Regions from separate parts of the Ovis aries genome. Here region 1 is linked to region 2. A link is a contact called in public Hi-C data. All regions are on one chromosome and are shown on one strand. The core of a region is the stretch at or near the end of the contact, and the rest is flanking DNA. Distances in the headings are between cores, read along the strand shown. Region 1 has its middle 140 kb from the start of PPP1R3B. Region 2 holds the start of PPP1R3B (protein phosphatase 1 regulatory subunit 3B).

Evidence for each region. A called contact is a pair of places that touch in the nucleus more often than the background predicts.
Region 1: a contact with region 2 is called in a Hi-C map of liver, with 5 times the contacts expected there. The contact joins the enhancer-like site here to the promoter of PPP1R3B in region 2. A contact is called at or near these places in 5 of 16 Hi-C or Micro-C datasets (liver, mixed tissues, muscle and 2 more).

What each region holds. Positions count from the first base shown.
Region 1 is chr26:24,467,226-24,473,927 of ARS-UI_Ramb_v3.0, forward strand. No RefSeq gene overlaps it. Among named protein-coding and RNA genes, the nearest start is that of PPP1R3B, 140 kb to the left of the region's middle. Within about 2 kb of position 5,361, at least 10 of the 54 cell types and tissues checked have an H3K27ac peak or open chromatin away from gene starts, as enhancers often do. A contact at or near this core is called in liver, where this site is marked.
Region 2 is chr26:24,331,771-24,337,934 of ARS-UI_Ramb_v3.0, forward strand. PPP1R3B (protein phosphatase 1 regulatory subunit 3B) reads right to left here and starts at 3,516. Exons shown (of 2, transcript XM_012105852.4): 1 at 3,292-3,516. The coding sequence starts at 3,428.

The DNA.
Region 1 (6,702 bases), core at 4,111-6,610, 140 kb after region 2:
ATGGCCAGAAGTCATGAAGGTGAAAGGGAGACAAGTGTCCCGTGAATGTAGCATTTTCAGAAACTGGGTTCAGCACACTGATAGAGTGAGACTATTTTTAGCCCACTTCATGGAAATGGCTCACTTCTTCCCCTACCTCAGGCATCCACCCCAAGGAGACGATTGCCCTTGGGGGTAGGAAAGGTTGGGGTCCATGATGATAGCAAGGGGTTCCAATAAGCAGAATGAGCCTCCAATGCAGAAAATCCTATGAGGATGGAAACAATGGATGTGGTGATCATGCAGGGAAATGGGCTGGGGGCAGAATTGAGCCGAGAGCAAAGGGAGACCCTTCTGGGGAGATATGGGGACCCCTTTACTCCTTCCAGGGCAGTGGAGGTGCTTTAAGCTTTCTAAGTCAGGGACACACACGGGATGGTGGTCTCAACATCAGACTCTAGTACTTTCTGCACTGAGTGCTGCCCGGCCCTGTCTGGTTCCTGGAGGTGTCCAGTTCATTCTAGTTCTGTTGGTACCTGGGATCCCAAAGCACCTGGCAATGCCTGGGAGCAATGTCACATCGGTGTAGACAGCAACACAGGTGGTGATCAAAATGACAAACTATCAGGGAGTGGGGAGGGGGAGGGGAGGCTGAGGGGGAGCCTCTTCCAAGGTTGGAGGTACAGAGCGGCCTGATGGTGACCGTAGAGGTCATTAATGTTTGCAGGAAGATAAGCCTGGCTTCAGTTCAGTTCAGTTGCTCAGTCGTGTCTGACTCTTTGCAACCCCATGGACTGCAGCACTCCAGGCTTCTCTGTCCATCACCAACTCCTGGAGTTCATTCAAACTCATGTCCATCGAGTCATTGATGCCATCCAGCCATTTCATCCTCTGTTGTCCCCTTCTCCTGCCTTCAGTCTTGCAGAAGCAGAAGATATTCAGAAGAGGTGGAGAGAATACACAAAAGAACTATACAAGAAAGACCTTCACAACCAAGATAATCACCATGGCATGATCACTCACCTAGAGCCAGACATCCTGGAAGGTAAAGTCAAGCCTGGCTTCACCGAGGCCATTTTCTAAGGACTACCTCAGGTGGAGTCTTGCCCTCTGCTTCTCACTGTCCGGGCATCTCAGCATTCCGGGGGCACAGACTGTCTAGTAATGTCTTACAAGCGGGTGAAAGAAAAGAGAAGGAACACCTCAAGCGAATTCCCAAGTCCTCCTTGGAGAAGCAACGCAATAGGTTTTGTCCCTTTAAGTCTGTGTGAGGCTGGAGGCCCTCCCTCCTCCGCAGGCTCTCCTCTGCCAGGAGCTGGGGCCAAGTCAGGAGTGAAGGCCAGGCTTGGCGCATTGACTGATGGCCCAGAGACGCACAGAGCTATCTGATGCTTCCTGAGGGTGCCTGCGTGGACCCCTCATGAGAGGAACGGCGGAACCGAGTCTGCCAGGCCCCCACCCTTGGAGAGCTCTCTCATGTCTGACCCTGGGGGCTGCCCCACACAGCCGAAGGCAAAGTTAGTTCCTGCTAGCTCTGGCCAGGGCAGCAATCCACTGGAGAAGAGCCCAGTTTCTCTCTTCTCTCATTCGTGTTCAACACGAGCAAGTAAGCTAACACAATTCTAGCGAAATAGAAAAGTTGAAAGAACTTGTTTCTACAGGGAAGACAGATGAAGAGGATAGCTATTCACACTACCCCTCCTTTTCACCCCAGGACCTGTACGTTCAAGAAGGCCTATTCTGCAGGGAAAGGAGAGGAGATGGGCAATATTTTTTTATTGTTTGTTTCAGAGCACAAGAAAACTCAGGAAGCCTGGTCCAACTATGAAATGTGAATTTTCATACACCAATAAATTTCATTTCTCATTTACCCACTCTCCAACCCAGAGAAAGAAGAATCCAAAAGAATCTGCTCTAGATAGCCTGTCTCTCCAAAGAAATGCAAAGAATGTTTAAAGGATGCAAGGTTTCCACCACAAGATACTCTGAAAGTCAGAAGCAGGAAAAATGGAGAAGGATGAAGCAATCCTTAGTAAAAATTGCCTACCCGACTGCTTCTTTATTCACTGAAGCCTGGGATGGTGGCTGCAACATGAGAAGTAGTGAGCATTCATCTCTTTTTATTCCCACCTTTGGCTTAACAGGTTTCCGGGGAATGAAGACTCCCCGGGGAATAAAGTATAGGCAAATTCCCTCTAGAAATTCCACACAAAACAGGAAAAGCCAGTAGATTTTGGAATAATTTTCATCATGACATCTGGGGTTACCTCCAAGTTGCAGGTTTTTATGGAGTTTTCCTTTGCTTTTTATATATATTTTCTGGATTGTTTGAAATTTCTCTTTATAATAAAACTGAACTATGTTATAATCAGGAGCTGCATGCTTGCAGCTGTGGTTTTCTCCTTCTTCCAGAGACCTCAGTAAAATAAAAACACAGGGATAAACTTAACAGTCAAGATAACTGGAAGAGACAGTGAAGGACAGACCCCAACACATTTTCAGAAGAAGGGAATAAAAGCCCATTGATGGATAATCAGATCTCAGAAGCCATACTGCAGAATGGTGGTGGGGGTGGGGGATGGGGTGGCAGAGGAGAGAATTCCAATTGTCTGCAGATGCACGAGCCAGTTGGTGGTACCTTACAGGCTCCTCACCCACCTCTGAGTCTGGACCCTTGACAGCCAAGCAAAACTCAGAGCTCTTTTTCTCCAGTTATTGACATCCTTTCTGAGAAGTAGCACTTTTAGAGTAAACACTCTAAAAATTGCTCGAGTAAACACCCCCACACACACAGTTTTTGACCCTTGAGAGCCTCCTAGCCAGACTCTTCTTTCTGCTCAACGAAAGTGATGCCTGCTTGTCAACAAGCCTCATAAAACAGTGGCATGATAGCTACTCTGAAAGGGTCATGAATGGAATCCAACCACCTAGCACACGCTTCCTGATTTGGGGACCATAGTATCGACAGAATCTTGGCACAGCATCTGCCTCAGTGTGTATGGGGGAAAATTGATTAATATATTAATGCTTTCAGTTTATATTAACATAAAGTTGACTGGTTTCCCACTTTGAGAAATCAGCCTGATAGAACACAGAAGACCTAAATATGGTTATAGGAAAAAAATGTAATACGATCAACCTCAACAGTGTAAAAACAAATTCCAGCTGTCAGAAAATGAGAAGAATATGGGGAGAAGAAGGGTGGAGTGCTTCTATCTTAATCTCATTTTGTTGGAGATCAAGAGGCACCTTCTGTGTCAATTGGTGCTGCCACTATGGGAAGTAGTATGGAGTTTCATCAAGAAATTAAAAATTGAATTTCCATATGACCAAGCCATCCCACTTCTGTGTGTATATCCAAAGGAAATGAAAAGAAGATCTGAAAGAGGGACCTGCTCTCCCATCATTGCAGCATTTTTTTTTTTTTTTACAAAAGTCAAGACAAGGAAACAAGCTAAGTGTCTACCAGTGGATGAATGGACAAAGAAGATTTGGTGTATATATGCCAGAAAGAGAACTCCTGCGAGTGACAAGAATATTTCAGTGGGTTAGTTTCAAGTGGTTGGATAGTCTGATGGGCTGTGATTTCCAATTTTCACTGCTAAACTTTCAAATCTCATTAAAATAGCTCTTTGTTGCTATTTGCTGAGTTCAATCAGAAGTGATTCAGCAAATAAGCAGACACAGCAGGTTCCCTCTTGGCAAGTAGAATCAGGGACCTCCAAAGTAGACAACTGAGAAGGAAAAATGTGGTTTCAGAGCTAAAGCATGGTGAACGCCTTCCTAAGGCTTGTCTTCTGTCGATCTTAATTGATCTTTATACGTGAATGACTCTGGAAGGAAAAGAAGACTCTTTCTTCTCCCTGATGGTTGCAGTGTTTGCACTGGCAGCAGTCCGGGACGAGTGCATTGCTCAGGAGTTTGGAAATGTCTGTAAACGTCTGATGCAACCTGGTGTCCTGAAGAACATTAATTTTTAAAAAAAGTTCTGGACTAGGAAGTGTCGCTTTTAGATTTAGAGCTGCCTTTAATCCCCTCGCTGGCCCTTACCTAGGTTTTTTAAAGTTTTTCTTAGCATTTGGCCAGAAGAATCATGAGGAAAACACTGCAACGGCTCCAAATTTATTGCATGTCTCCCAGGGGCAAGGGACCATGTTTGTGCTAAGTCAGATGGAGTAGTCTCTCAAGTGGCTCTCAATCTAAAGTGGGATGGGGCTCTGAGAACTATAACTCAAGGTCCAAAGAAAGAAGGACCCTGAGAAATGCACGGTAAGGACAAGTCCTACAGAAAGAGCTAAAGTTCCACTTGCTCCTTCTGATAAGACCTGCAGATTTCCAACGTGGATGTGTCTAAGGACCCCCGTGATAGTGACAGAGGGAGATGAGGCAGCTTTGGGGTGATCGGAGGAGATGGGGACTTGTATGAGAATGCAGGGGGAGACTGGCCTTTAGGGTTGGCTGGGTTTTTTTAATTTTTTTTTTATGTGGATGGACCATTTTTAAAGTCTTTATAGAATTTGTTACAATATTGCTTCTGGATTATGTTTTGGATTTTTGGCCTCTAGGCATGTGGAACCTTAGGTCCCTGACCAGGGATTGAACACACACCCCCTTCGTTGGACAGTGAAGTCATAACCCCTGGACCACCAGGGAAGCGTCTGGCCATAGGCTTGAGTCATTGTGGAAACAGGACCTGAGAGGGCCAATCAAAGGCAGATGTAAAGAGAGCCAGCCCCTCAGTGCAGTGACCTCCCCTCCCAGACCTGGACCTCCTGCCTTTGGTCTTCGTGTGTATCTCGAGTGTGCTCAGGCTCTGACTTGGTCAGCGGGGACACATTCCTGCCTGTCTTCATCTTGTCACCTTCTCCTCCCTCCCGAGGAGCCAGGTCTCTGCCTAGTAGGAACTCAATTACTCAGTGACCCGAGTCACCAAGTTGGCAATGGCTGCACAGATTTGCCTCTTAACAACCTGTCTCTAAGAATGCACCCTGTCTCTCCACAGGAGACCAGCAGGAAGACATTTGAAGGCTTGGACGTGCAGTCCAGCCTCTGACCATTTGTGTCCAAACTTCCTAAATCCACCCCGACAGGCAGCCAGCCTACCGTCAGCCCCTCCTGCCTGTGGGTGACTCAGAGACCCATCCCATGAGTGTCTCTACCTTGGTAGCATTCAAGAGGATTAAGGTCTGAATTAAGGGCACAAAGTCCCTCTTCTCTTCAGCCCCAGGGCGGCGGGGTGGGGTAGGGTGGGAGGGGGCTCCTAGCATCGGGGAGACCTGGCCCGGCATCAGCAAAGAGAACAAGCCGCTACTCAGGCTGGCCGGCTGTTTACACCAGGGACACAGGCCCCACACCAGCTGCCCGGGTTTGTGGCTGCTGACAGGCCTGGGGGATAATGTGGGCATTCATCCCCCCAGCTGCTCTGCACAGCGTGCACTCGGGGCACATAGGGGAGCGAATGGTGGGGAGAGGGAAAGAAGGAGCAGGCGTCCGACTGCAGGGCCCTATTGGCTCCAAGCAAAGCCATGGGATGCTGGGGAGGATGCATGCTCTTGCCTGACCTGCCAAAATCTCTAACGAGGCTAGTTAAACATTCCCAGCATTTCCAAATCATCTTCATGATAATTTCCCCCAATGAGCTGCCTGCTAAGAAAGGGTGGACAGACCCAGTACCCTCAAACCGATTTGGATGCAATTCAACCTTCTTTTCCGCCCCCTGTGAAGATGAGCTGGGTCAGTGATTCTGTGATTTTCTGATAAGAGTCCTGGGTGGGAAATGAGGAGAACTGGCCTCGGCACTGTGACCATGACCTCGGTGTAGTTATGTAACTGTTCCAAGCTTCTGTGTCCTCACCGTTAAAATGGACATGTAAATGGCTGCCCTACCTACTTCCCAGGGTGGCTGTAAGGATGCAATGAAAGAACAGCCATAATTCATGCCATACATGACAGACCAAGAAGGCCTCGAAACCCAGGGTGGGCAAGCTTTTCTGCAAAGAACCAGGTGGTAAATATTTCTGACTTTGTATATCATGTAAGGTATCATGTAAGGCCTCTATTGCATGGTCTTGTGTATGTTTGTGTGTGTGTGTGTGTGTGTGTGTGTGTGTGTGTGTGGTTTTTTAAAAAAAAAAAAAAACCTTTAAAAATGCAAAAATTATTCTCAGCTCCTGGCCTGCAGACACACACAAAACAAACAAACAAACAAACAAAAATCCTGGTTTGCAAACCTCTGATCGAGACAAACTGCAGGTGAGGACTGGAAGCAGGATCAGCCTTCAGTGGCTGTGAAAAATCTAAATATAAATAAATATTAATAAATATATATGGATAGTCTGTGAAAGTGATTGTCGCTCAGTTGCATCTAACTCTGCAACCCATGGTCAGTAGTCTGCCAGGCTCTTTCGTCCATGGAATTCTCCAAGCAAGAATACTGCAGTAGGTTGCCATTCCCTTCTCCAGGGGATCATCCCAACCCAGGGATCGAACCAGGGTCTTCTGCATTGCAGGCAGATTCTTTACCATCTGATCCACCACGGAAACCCTGGATAGTCTGTGAATATAAATAAATATACATCTAGGAGTTCTTAAACAAGATGGTCAATGGGCTTGGGTTCAATTTATTTCACTAATAGGGGGCGACAAGTCAGAAAATACTATGAGGATGTTTATTTATTTGATAGTCTGTGAATATAAATAAATAAATATCCTCATGGTATTTTC
Region 2 (6,164 bases), core at 2,266-4,765:
GCACAACCTTATAACAGATCATTAGAAAATGTTTGGGGAGCTCTCAAAATGTTGTCGAAACAGAATTCTAACACAAGGGGATCAGCAAAAGCAATTGCACGCTTGAAGTCGACTGCAATTGCTCTCAAGTTCTAAACCGGCCTGTTGGAGAGGCTTAGTTGAAAGCCTTGGTAAAGTTTCAGTATTTGGACCCAGAGGTATAAATGTACCCCTGCGATCCCTTTTATCACCGAGCTTTAAGAACGGGGGGTTGGGGAGTTGAGGAGGTGAGGCTGGAGTCAGAGCCAGACTCCACTGGCACTGTGGACTGGAATTAGCAAACAATTCCACTGGCACTTTCTAGAGTGGAATTGGTTGTGTGACTTTCTCCATGAAAGGCAAAAGGAAGGTGAACCACCTGGGGGCCCAGGCATTCCTCTTGGGCTCCGGCCCAGAATCCCTTCACTTCGGTGTCGCCAGTGCTAGAGGGGAGGTCACTAACCCCTGCGGCCTCAACAGAGGGTGCAGTCTGACTCTTGTCTCCCTTGTCGGTCCTCACAGGTAGATTCCAGTTTTTATTCACCAGATCATTCTCCAAGAACTGGTGCACCAAAGTGCTGGTGCGGTATAAGCCTTCCTGATCTTCTGCTCAGAAATTCCCTGATGGACCCTGACCACGATGACCCACACCCAGACGCACTCCTGTCCCTGGAGACATGCAAGGTAATCAGAGCTTCCTAAGTCCCTGAAAGGCAGGCACCTGGGCAGGTGTTTTAATCCTTAAATGGCATGAAAATGATCAGTTCCAACACAGGATGCACTGGGCTGTACTCACGCCCTCTCTTCTGACAGACTCTTTGGGAGCTCTGCCCTTTCCCTCGCCCAAGTCAGGTAATATGAGTCACCAAGGTTGGTCGGGGGAAAAAAACCAGAAGGAGATGTGGACACTCAACTGAACCAGCAGAGATGACATTGGACCTGGATACCAGTTCTTTGCAGGACAAGGTCATGAGACTGTGAGTAGCTGTTACTCAGACCAGCAGGGATTCTCAAAACTTTTGCTTCCAAATAGATGCTTAGGAGATCCGTCTTGCCCCATGAGAGACTGGACGTGTCTAAGGGTACATTTCAGTGTTTCTGGTCAAAAAGAGGACAAACCCTAACACTCCATGCAAATTAGAGAGAACATGGAGAGTTTTGCATAAAAGCTTTCCCTGTTCCACTAGTGACAAACAACACACCCTCTCAAGATAGCTTGCGAGGGTTACACGTCATGGTGATTTTTCTCTAAAGTCTATCAACTTGTACAGAAAATAACCCTATAACCTTCACAGTTTCAAGCAGCTGAACTACTGACTCTCTGGCTGTGCCTTTTATAGAAGGCAAATCTTTTTCTTTTGTATTGAGGCCAACACATTGCCTCCCCCATTCTCTTGCACCCTGATAAGAAAAGACAGAAATATCAGACACACCAATAACTCACCAGGAACACTGAAGCTACATTGTGAAGGTAAGCATTCACAACCAAGTTACCAGGTATAATTTTTGTTTTAAAGACATGGTCACCTACCCCTTTTGGCATTTCTCTATTTGCTCCCAAAAGGTTTGGCTGCCATAGTGTGAACAAAGTTGGCATCTTTCCCATGGTTCTCTGACCATGGGGCCGTTATTCACAGCCCTAGATGCCACTTGGACTCCTTTATTCTGTCACCACCATCCAAAGCATCTCTGAGATAAATATCTGTGGATGAAGTTACATATTATAGGAAAGAGATAAGTTAAAATGGCCCAGTGTCTGCATCTAAAAGTGTCCAATATGAAATATAGCGCACTGGCCTAGGACCGCCTACATGACGCTGTGGCACTCAGGGCAAATTACTCAACCTCTCTGGGCTTGAGCTTCTCCCCTGAGATCCCTTTGAGCTCTGACATTCTGGGTTGCCAATACTGCCTGATGGTTCTTCTTTCCCCTAACTTTTCCCTAAATACCTCAACTTTACTTTTGGGGTAAATCCTCCAGCTGTCTTCACTTCAGTCTTGGCTCCTGGACAACCCTGCCAAATGAACCATTTCCTCTTCTCCTCTGCACCCCAGCCTGAAGGCCTTCCTCTGGCTTCTCCTGGGCCGTGGGTCTCCCAGGGAGGCCTGGCCACACAGACCACAGGCCCCAACATCTTCTAGCAACTCTCCAGGTTCTCAATTTCCTCCTCTTCTGCAGCAAACAATACCAGGAGAAAGCCCAAACCTTCTAGTATGTTCTGGGCTCTCTGCTCCCTCTTTTGCACTGAGTCGCTTCCACACCTCTTTCTCTGGACTCAAAAGGGTGGCTGGAACAGGACACGGGGGCAGGCCAGGGCGTCCTGGCTTCGAAGATCCCACAGGTCACTGTCTCCTGGGTCCAGCCAGGCCCGGGCTGCATCCCGCCCCCAACACCTCCCCGAGATCCTTCGCCTGGGCGGGGGGGGGGGGGGCCCCCCCTGTGGGGCCGCGGGGAAGCCCCCTTTCCAGCTGGCTCGCCGCATCGGAGAACCCGGAGGGAGGTGGCAGGGGAAGCTGCCGCCACCAGACTACGTGAGCCTCGGTGTGTGTCCGGGAGGCAGGGCTTGGGCTGGGTTCCCGGAGTTGTGACCGGCAGGGGGAGGAAGACGACGAGGAGGAGGAGCCCTAGTTATCATACCAGGGCGGGGCGGCGGGGCCACCCCGGACGGAGAGGCGCCACGAGAGCGTCCCCGCGCGGCCACCTCGACCCCGCCGGCCCAGGACGGCCCGTCTGGGGGCCGGGGACCCGAGGTGGCTCGGCTCAGAGTGGCCCCAGCCGCCGGTGCGGATCCGTGTTCCGTAGCCCTCGGCGACCTGAGAGATCACCCAGTGTGTTTCCCTACGTTGTAACGGGCAATCGAGGCGGGGTGAGAGACGCCGCGACTTTCCCTTGTGCTCAAGATCCCAGGGCTCAGCTCTAGGAGTGTCGGTTCCCAGGCGGAAAAGCCTAGTGTCAGGTTCGAACTCGGCACAGTAGGGACCAAAAGTGGTCTGGACTCCCAGCCCCAGCCTCCCATCATGACCAGGACCCCCAACCGGTGCATCACGTGGGTGCGGCCAGGCTCCATCCAACCTCTGGTCCCTGCATTGCCCTCTCCACGAGGAAGCAACAGTTTCCTCAAGCCCTTCTACAGTGTCCCATGCCCAGAGTGTAACTGCAAGCTGGCCTGAGAAAGTGTGTGCGGCAGGAACCAGAGAGGGTCCCTGATGCGTGCCCTCGTCGCCGTTTCTGCGGTAGGGCACCGGGCCTTGCGGGCTTGCTGGGGGACGTACCTGGTACAGCTCATAAGCCCCGAAGTGCAGAGGCGCCAGCCTGCGGCAGCATCCCAGCCAAGGTGGCAGGGGCAGCGGCGGCGACAGCAGGAGCGGGGCCCGGGGCTCAGGTGGGCGCCCTCCGCGGGCAGCCGCATCCGTCCGTGCGCTAGACCAGCCCGCCCGCCTCCTCCCTGCTGCCCCTCACCTGGGACTCTAACTCCCAGCCGCCGCGCGGCTCTCTTTAACTTTCAGGCCACCTCTCCTAACTCGGGACCCCTTCCCAGACCCCCCTTTCCCGTGAACGCCCCCCGCAGCCAATGGGCGCGCCCGAGACGAAAGCCGTCCACCAATAACCGCGGAGCCGCGGTCCCCCCGCCCCCCCATCACCGCCGCGCCACGTGATAGGCTGCGCGCCCGGAGCGATAGGGCCGGGTTCCAAGGGCTGGGAAGGGGGCGATGGGTCACAATTTCATCCGAAGCCGGGGGAACGGGCGCCAGGGGGCAGAGGCACTTGCCTGCTGCACGGCATCCCGTTACAGCCAGAGGGCTGGACGCCGGCGCCTGGTACAGTTCCCACTCCCTAGGCAAAGTCCTAGCCGGGAAAAGTCACCCTACGCGCGCGGACGGGATTGCAGAGCCATTCACCCGTCCCGTCGGCCCCGCCTTTGCCTTACTCTTCAGCCACGGGGTTCACAGGTGACCGCTAGTTCCTCCATCACAAGTGGAGCCCAGGGGAGCCCCGAGAGAATGCCCAACGCGTTTCCCTCCGTTTTAAGTGGAGCCTTTTCAGGATCAGTATCCCCAGCTTCTAGGATACTGTTGAAAATAAGTAATTACTGAACACTTGCTTTGTGCCCATCACTGTCCGGGTGTCCTTGTGAATGGAATACAGTAAAATCCTTTTAATAAAGTTGTTATTGAGGCAAAGGACCAATACCCATCTCAGAATATTGCATATATAGTTGAGGGTTTCTCAGGTAGGTATTGGAGAAAGCAATGGCACCCCACTCCAGTACTCTTGCCTGGAAAACCCCATGGATGGAGGAGCCTGGTAGGCTGCTGACCATGGGGTCGCTAAGAGTCGGAAACAACTGAGCGACTTCACTTTCACTTTTCACTTTCATGCATTGGAGAAGGAAATGGCAACCCACTCCAGTATTCGTGCCTGGAGAATCCCAGGGACAGGGGAGCCTGGTGGGAAGCGGTCTATGGAGTCGCATAGAGTCGGACACGACTGAAGCGACTTAGCAGCAGCAGCAGCAGCAGCAGCAGATAGGTATATTTCCGAGGAAACTACCTAACTTGAATCTGTATGAACGGATTCAACCTATATCTACAGGGCCTGCTTAATTTCTGTGCTTCAGCTTGAGATCTGTAGAGAATGATGAGTTTAGAATAGAGTTTAGAAGCCCCTCCACCCATATGAGATCAATTTAAATATGCATGTATGTAGTCATAGATATCATCTCCTTGGTGACCAGCTGAGCTAACCACTTTAGGGATGAGGATCCCCGTTTTCCAGTTTTACTGTATTTTGGAAATTAGTATAGGATTACCAGCTTTTTAAAGTGCCAAGTAAAGACATAAACAAGTCTTACCATCTTCTGTTACCACCTTTTACTTTTAAAAGAAATACTCTATTCTGGCCTGGAGAATCCCATGGGTTTGCAAAGAGCTGGACACTACCAAGCACACATGCACACAACTCTTTAACAGCAACAACAAAATTCAGGAAGGGCCTAATCTCACAGTAGAGGCTAGTCCTTCATATTGCATATATTTAGCTTTATAAAAATTTATTATGTTGACCATAGCAGATGGGAATTTCTGCTATAAGAGATTTAAAAGGAGCTTCTAACTTTACTACGAATGTAAGACAAAAACACTGGTCCATTGCAATAATGCAGTTGGAGTCTTTGGTGCTATAGAGAGCTTCCTCAGACTCAGTCTTCCTGTCTGAAGGGTGATCATTAGTCCTCTTCCTTCTCTTTCAGTGGATAAATCTAATTAAGGACCACCTGGGAAATTAACTATTGGTAGGCAGTTGGCAAATGAAATTCCTATGCAATAATTCCTTTGCCAACTCTAAACACCCTTTTATTAGCTGATGAGAAGTTTGAAAATTTATGAAGCCAAGTGCTGCCTACATTTCTCAAGTGGAGGGAGCATGCTAGAGGAGTGGGCAGAGATAAAGAGCCAACAGGTATTGCAAAACATATGCAGGCAAAGGGTGATCTGAACCCTAGTGGGAAGGAGTTGGGACAAGTAAATACAATTTTATAGCATTTGGGTTTGGAAGCATCTTCCTTACATAGATCTAGGAAATCATGGGTAATACTTTCCCCTGTGGTTTAGGTGACTATTTCAGACCAGGAGAGTGGGGCTAAAGTTAGTTGTGGCACACCACAATCTTGGTAGGTAGGAGTGTGGCATCTAAGAATTTGAAAAGAGCACAGTCTTTGATATTGGACTAGAGCTGGCTTGCAAGCTCTGGAGAGCTATTCCAGGAGAATTCATATCAGTCCTGAGCCCCAGAACCTGAGAGCTGTACTGCCCCTTAGACAATCTTGCTTCACGCTTTCATTTTCTAGCAACAAAGAGGGAAACTGAAAATGGAAAATTTCAACCCTTTAGTTGATGTTTACCAAGTTCCTTTTCTAATATCTGGCATTGAATTGTAGCCTTAATTTTCTTTAATAAGCCTGTCCTCCTCCCCCAAATAAAAAGAAGCCAGTGGCTAAGGATAGCCAATGATCATCCATAAACTGCTCTTTCGTAGTTGTTAGTGGTAGCACTGTCTTAATCCTGCACTTGGGTTCATCTGTGACTTTTTTAAGCTGTGTCTTACACATTTGTTCATTTATTCTATAGTGCACTATTAACTAACTTAA